Linked DNA regions of Sus scrofa: region 2 is linked to region 1. The links are chromatin contacts, called in public HiChIP or PLAC-seq maps. All regions are on one chromosome and are shown on one strand. Each heading gives the region's core, a stretch centred on a gene start, on an enhancer-like site or on the middle of the called end of the contact. The rest is flanking DNA. Distances are from core to core; before and after follow the strand shown.

Region 1 (3,208 bases), core at 379-2,878:
GATGGTTCAGGTCCCCCGAAGTCCCCACAGTTGAGAGAGCTGGATTGAAAGACAAAGTCTTGAGGTCGCCCTCGGCTGCAGAACTGAGCAAGGCCAGCCCGCACTGATCTCTCACCTGTAAAATGCTGTATACTGAGCACTGAGGGATGAAGGAAGACTTTGTGACTCCAAAGAAGGCATAAACCCATCTCTCTGAGCAAACTGCTCCCCTCTCCAGGACTCAGTTTCCCCAACTGCACAAAAGGGGACTAGACCCATTGATCTTCAAGGTGCAGTCCATCACTGGACCCCCACAGCATGCTAAAGTTTTAAATTCTAGAGAAAGCATCCAAACCTCAGCACTGCATCCTCCTGGCCCCCAGAACTGGCGCTTGGAAGGCCTCCTCAGGCCTGTCACCAGGGGATCACTGCCACCCCTGCCCAGGTACCACTGGCTCCGTCCTCCAGGCCCCTCGTCTCCCAGGCTGCAAGGCGCCGGCGATGGCCCCTAGGGGGCAGTGTTGCCCCGAACTTGGGCTGCCGCAGCTGCTACCCCCGCCCCAACCGGCGCCACGAGAATACTTGAGTTCTGGGAATGTTTGACACCCCCCGGCACACAAACCGCCCCCCGCTGCCAGCCCCAGCCCCAGGGGCTCCCGCGCCGCTCGCAGCCCGCCCGGTGCGGACTTGCTGCTGGCTCCCCCACCTCTCTCAGCAGAACACACTTCGCAAGGACAGGGCTTTTATTTTTGTTTTTTCCGCAGGAGTGGGGGGCAGGTATGGTCTCAGGCTGCTCGCGCCGCCGACTAGGAAGTCTCTGTGCTCAGAGAGCCGAGGCAGAAATTGGAGGGGCGAGGGGGCTTGTTTTTCCAACAACCTGTCAGCTGCTTCCCCCGTCACCCCCGTATCCTTTTGATAAGGGGTTGGCGGGCATCCACCCTGCACCTCCGCCCCCAAACCTGTCGCCAGGGTTCTCCCAACCCCTCCAGAAAGCGCCCCAGGACGGAGGGTGGAGGCTGCAGGGTCCGATATTCTCGACCCCCTCCACCAGCCTGGTCTTCCCTAGCTCAAGCCCAGGCCCAGGAGCCTGGACACAGCGGGGGTTTGAGGGGCTGGGTTTAGGGGGTGACTTCTGCTAAGTCCCCCACCCCACCCCCCAGCTGTGAGCAGCAAAGTCAGGGTCTGGAGTGAAGACGGTCAAGGAGAAACGGAGGGAAAACCCCATTCAAGTTTGGTCCAACGGTTTAATGGGGGGGGGAGCAGGAAGGATTTAAAAGCCCCGAACCCACAAAGCAGACTTTTTAAAAAATTATAATTGAAAACATCTCGAAGTAAGGGCCGCCAGGAGCGGGCCAGCTCCCCCCGCCCCATCCCCCTCTTCTGCTCCCCGGAGTCCGATGAAGTCATGATAAGTAGGCTGCAAAAAAAAAGGTGGGGGTGTTCGCTTGGAGGGACGGGGGGCACAGGGGTCCCAGGCTGGGGCCCCGCGCGGACACAGTTTGGATACTATGGTTACGCGATCCGACCCAAACAGCGAAGGCGGACAACAATAGCGGCCGCCAGAGGAGGAAATTCCTTCCGGGGTGGACGGCGCGGGGGGAGGGGCGCCTGGCTGGAACGCCGAGGCGGCGGCTCGGCCAATCAGCGCGCGGCCGCCGGCGGTTTCAAGGTGCCCCGCGCCGCGCGCCACCCTCCCCCCCGCCCCCCGCGCGCTCCGCTCGGGCGCTGGAATTGCTGAGACGTTTCCCTGCACGCGCCCGGGTAACCCTGCGGGGGCTGCTGCCCAGGCCGACCCCTCCCCAGCCCTTCCCCCCGCCCCCCCTCCTGGAGCCCACCGCCCCGGGAAGGCTGAGCGTTCCGCTGCCTGAGTTGCTTGCACTTGAGGGAGGTGGGGGGGAGAAAATCCCTCCAAACTACCTCTTTCTGTGGGGTTGGTTCCTGCACAAGCCTGTTTTCTATTTTAAAGCATGTCTCAAGAAAAAATGAGAGAGGAGAGAGAGAGAGAGAACGGCGAAAGCGAAGGTCCACCCCAGCTCCAGCCCGGGAGGCTCTGACCCCTGCCTGCCTGGCTGCGGGGGCTGTTATATAATAAGTTGGGTTATTGATATTGGCGGCCCTGGCCGGGCATCTGGCATGCAGAGGTCCAAGGGCAGAGCTGGCGCTGGAGCTGGCGTTTAGAAACCACCCCCCTCCGCTCACGGTTACCTGCTTTATAATGGACCGGAGGAACCAGGGTCTCCCCCCACCCCAGCCGGCGGTCTGGGTTATTTACGTGGTGGCCATGGCGTGACCGTGCCGCCTCCCCCCCACCTACCAGGGGGTCTGTGCCCAAGTCCCCCCCTCTTTAGAAGCCTCAGATTGGCTCCCAACCCTTTTGCCCCGCGGCCAGGCCCTCCACGATGCCTCCTCTTCTGCCAACTGCCCAAAGCCGGCATCCAGTGCACTGCCGAGCACCGAACTGGTCCCGGTCCTTTTTTTAAGCTGAACCGGGTTTCTGCTCTCTGATGCCTCCTGAGCTCGGAGCACCAGTTGGATAAGGAGTAGGCAGATGCTTCTTATTCATTCCATACTGAGAGATTCACTTCCCTGGAAGGCTCCAACGCTCAAAAAGTATTTGCCTTCCTCTCCCACTCTTTCTCTCCCTCTCTTCATATATAATGGGGATAGCCCTCATTCTCCAGTTCCTCGTGTGTCTCTTTATAAATAAATAATGAGATTTTATTAATTATGCACGTATAGTGTCTGCAAGCAGATTGCTCTGTCTCTTGATGCTTAATATTTTTTTAAAAAAAGGAAGAAAAACCCTCCATACTGAAGCTGGGTTTTTGTTGTTTTTTTATTCCCTGCAAGCAAACAAAACTTCAAGGGGCCATGCGCCCTCCAAGGGGGGGAGAGGAAGGCAGAAGTTGGGGGTAAGAAGGAGGGATTAAAGGGGGTTCTCTGCAGATTTTCCAGGCAGCTGAAGGCAAATTTCAAGTAGCCTGCTTCGTGTTTTGCGACTGAGCTGCTGGTCTGAAAACATACCAAGGTTCGCTTGGGCGTTTGTGTGCAAGGCGGGATGGGCAGCTGTTAATAGTAAACAGGAAACCAGTGAGAAGAGAGCTGGCTGCAGCCCAGTCCCTCTCTCGATTCCGTGCCCCTCCTCGGAGCCCCCGAACCCCAGAGCTTTCAAAACACACTTGGTTTCTGGGCACGTGTGTACCTCACCTATTTCCTGGGCGCCCGACAC
Region 2 (3,208 bases), core at 190-2,689, 77 kb after region 1:
AGGCCTGGTGTTCAGATGGTTTGTCCAAGGGCCTGTAGCCAGGAGGTGGCAGAGCTGGGACTAGACCCAAGTCTTTCAAATGCCATCTCTCAGCTTTGGACAACCCTCATTTGATACAGAATTTGCTGCAAAACAGAGGGAAGATATTTGCCTTTGACCCAAAGGGTGCCCATATCTAGTCACCGAGGAAATGAATTTAGCAGAGAATTAAACCAAAGCCCCAGAGAGGTGATTGCAGAGTCACTGGCAGAGGGGGGAACCTGGGCTCCAGGAAGGTGTTTGTTACGGTGCGCTGGGTGGCTCTTTTGGCAAAGAAAATGTGACAGAAGGATTGGCCTTTGCTTCCGGAAAATGCACGTATCCCCACAAGGGAGACTCGGTGCATGATTTCAGGGGGTTCAGGGCCTGCTGTCCGAAGCCCCTCTGTGGTCCCCACTGAAGAACTTGGGGTGCCCAGCGGCCGTGGAGTCTACAACCTTGGCGCATCTTGAGCCTCAGTCTCCCTGCCCCAAGATGTGAGGTCCCTTTCAGGTCAGCCTCAGTGGAGCTGCCCCTGTGCTCCCTCCGCCTCCCCCCCACCATAGCAGGACTCTGCTGACCCTCCCTGCACCCCCAGCTGTGAGCCTTTGTCTCCAGGCGGGGCACTTAAAATCAGAAAGTGCCCCAGAGTCCTGGGCGTGGATGGCAGTGGAGGTATTTGTGGCTCTGTGGCAGGGGTCCAGCGTCCTTGGTGGGTTTGAAATAGCAAAGTGATATTTGAGAGGGCTCTCCTTGGATGCGCTGAGCTGAGGTTCCTGCCAGGCCGGCGGGGAGCGTCCACGCCTGCCAGAACCCTTCGGGGCAGGGGCACGAGAGGGTGGCCAGCGCGGGCGGAGAAGGCCCGCAGCTGGGCTTGGAGGCGCTGGGGGCGTGCTCTCCCCCGCAATAAGCGGCCCAGCTATCTGCCCAGAGGTCCTGGCAAGTTCACGGTGTTGCCTTTGGCTCTGACCCTTGGCACCCTTGTGTGGCAGATGATAAAAACAAAACACACACACAGTCATTTCTTTCCCTGCTCCCCTTGGTGCTCAGCCTGCGTGTTGTGGCCTTTCTTCCGGCTCCCACCCTATTTGCTGCAGTTCCTTTTAACCCCAGAGGCTGCCAGACTCCTCTGTCGGTAGCTAATTAAACACGACATGAGTAACTCGAATTGCGTTTTGCCAGAACCCGGGCAGTGTGGCCACCTTAATGGGTTTCAAGTGGCGGCAAGACCCCAGATTGCAAATCCTTGCCCTTGATTTCAAGGCAGGAGGTGGGGCGGGGCGGGGGGCGGGGAGTGCTGGGGACCCAAACTAAGTGTTTGGCACTGGTCACTCCATTTCAACTCCAAGACCAGCCGTCCGCTCCAGTCCGTGCATAATGCCATCTTTGTTAGCTGAGCATTTGTAAACTTGGACCAAGAGTTAGCTGTGTGCCAGCCACGGCTCTGAGGGAGCCGGGAGACACCCACCTCTCTCTGCCGCGTCCCTGTCCCCTAGGCCGTAGGGAAGCCGGCTTGGCTCTGGAGCAGGGACCTCGGCCAGAGCCGCCTCGCCCCTTCCCTTGACCTTCCCGCCTCCGTGGGTGAGTGTGCGTGTGTGAGCTCAGGGGAGGTGTGTGTGCTTGAGGGCCTTTCCGCCAAGATAACAGAAATGTTACACCAGCTGTAGCCTTTATAATGGTGCTAGGGTTTAGAGTATTTAGAAAAATTAATCTTTTTTAGCTTGGGAATAATTCTGACCGTGGTACAAGTGCATTAGACGATTCACATAAACTTCTTTAATGCATGTTGCTGGGAGCTTACAGCAAACAGACAATAATGATGGTTTGTTTTCGATTTGCCGGGGTAATGGGGTTTTCTGTAGCTTTGGCGAGATGCATTTTAGGAATGTTTCTCCCCCCCATGTTAGGCTCTTCTTTCCCCCTTTGGGCCTTGAATCCTCTGGATTTTAAAGCGTTGGCACTCTGACAGGTGGCTGGGACACACGCCTGAGTTCCAGTCCCTACTCTGTCGTTTCCAGGCAGGGCGGGTTTTTGGATCCTCAGTGTTCCCATCTGTTGAATGGGGAAATAGTGATTCCTTTGTGGGACCGTTGTGCGAGTTAAGTTTGGATTACTCGTATGAAATGGTTGTTTCTCTGTGGCCAGTGCTTTGTGAGTTTGTTTCTTTTGTCTTTACAGCCCTAAAATTTTCCCCAGAAACTTGTAATACGATGAAGGTAACAGCATATTCTTTCTGGGAGAGCAGATTGACCCTGGGGAACCAGACACTTGAATTTCCCAGTGATGCCCTCTGAGGTGTATAGAGTCCTTCCCCCAATACTCAGTGCAGTGTCTTGTCTCCCCCGCAGCACCCCTGTGAGGGCCAGAGCGGGCGGTCCTGGCACAGGCTGGTACAGATAAATGCTCCCCTGAGACGTCTGTGCCCCTTATCTGTGTCGGACAGAGTGGTCCTGTCCCACTCCTGTGAGTGGCTACCTTGTAGCCCAATGGGAAGAGCTTAAAGCTTGGCACAATCAGAAACCTGGGTGCATCTCGTTAGCAGGGATGGGGGGTAAGGGGAGGGCTGCCCTCTTGACTGTAAGGTGGGTCCTTGCTTAGCTTACCATGGGGGTGGCCGTGAGAAAGGCATGGAAAACTGCCGGGGGAGGGTTAGCTGTGCTGTGTACATGCTTTCGGGGGTGACCAGGCTTGAAAGCCCCGTGGTCAGCGTCTTGCCTTCATCCTCTCTGGTACCTGCCTTGCCCTGGCTGGCCTTGGGCCCCACCTGACTTTGAATTGAGTGAGGCGTCTCAGAAAGGGGCTTGGAGGAGAGGGCGAGGAAGCGATGTGTTGGCCGTGGCAGGTTCTCTGGAAGCTGGTTCTGGGTGCATGGGCTGCCCCCTCTTTCCACTCCTGGGGGGTAGGTAAACAGCTGCACCCCCATGAGGTGGCCAGGAAGGGTATTTAATGTGGTTTGTGTAACCGCCTGGCTGCAGCTGGTGGGGCTGGAGTCACCTAGTCAGCTTCCAGGGAGGCCCAGAGAGGAAAGATGCCGCCCACCTGAGCTCACAGATAGGACTCAGACCACATCAGGGCCCAGGAGCCTTTCCTTTGTCCTGCGCTGCCTTGCTGCCCTTACAAGCTGCAGACTTGGGCACCTTCATTAACCTCTCTGTGCCTTGGTCTCCTCGGGTAGAAAATGAGATTAATA

Evidence for each region. HiChIP or PLAC-seq counts read pairs in DNA pulled down with a chosen protein or histone mark.
Region 2: an H3K27ac HiChIP or PLAC-seq map of skeletal muscle shows a contact between it and region 1. The contact joins two enhancer-like sites. A contact is called at or near these places in 3 of 5 promoter capture datasets (fetal liver, fetal skeletal muscle and liver), 19 of 47 Hi-C or Micro-C datasets (blood, differentiating spermatogonia, embryonic fibroblasts and 10 more) and 2 of 2 datasets of contacts at active chromatin or transcription factors (alveolar macrophages and skeletal muscle).

Annotation. Positions count from the first base shown.
Region 1 is chr6:157,842,908-157,846,115 of Sscrofa11.1, forward strand. LOC106508664 (a long non-coding RNA gene) reads right to left here. Exons shown (of 3, transcript XR_002345181.1): 3 at 2,798-3,045. Among named protein-coding and RNA genes, the nearest start is that of ACOT11, 12 kb to the left of the region's middle. Within about 2 kb of position 1,629, at least 72 of the 83 cell types and tissues checked have an H3K27ac peak or open chromatin away from gene starts, as enhancers often do. A contact at or near this core is called in fetal liver, fetal skeletal muscle, liver and 2 more, where this site is marked.
Region 2 is chr6:157,919,857-157,923,064 of Sscrofa11.1, forward strand. The region is part of intron 4 of SSBP3 (single-stranded DNA-binding protein 3); the gene reads left to right. Among named protein-coding and RNA genes, the nearest start is that of SSBP3, 9.9 kb to the left of the region's middle. Within about 2 kb of position 1,440, at least 29 of the 83 cell types and tissues checked have an H3K27ac peak or open chromatin away from gene starts, as enhancers often do. A contact at or near this core is called in fetal liver, fetal skeletal muscle, liver and 2 more, where this site is marked.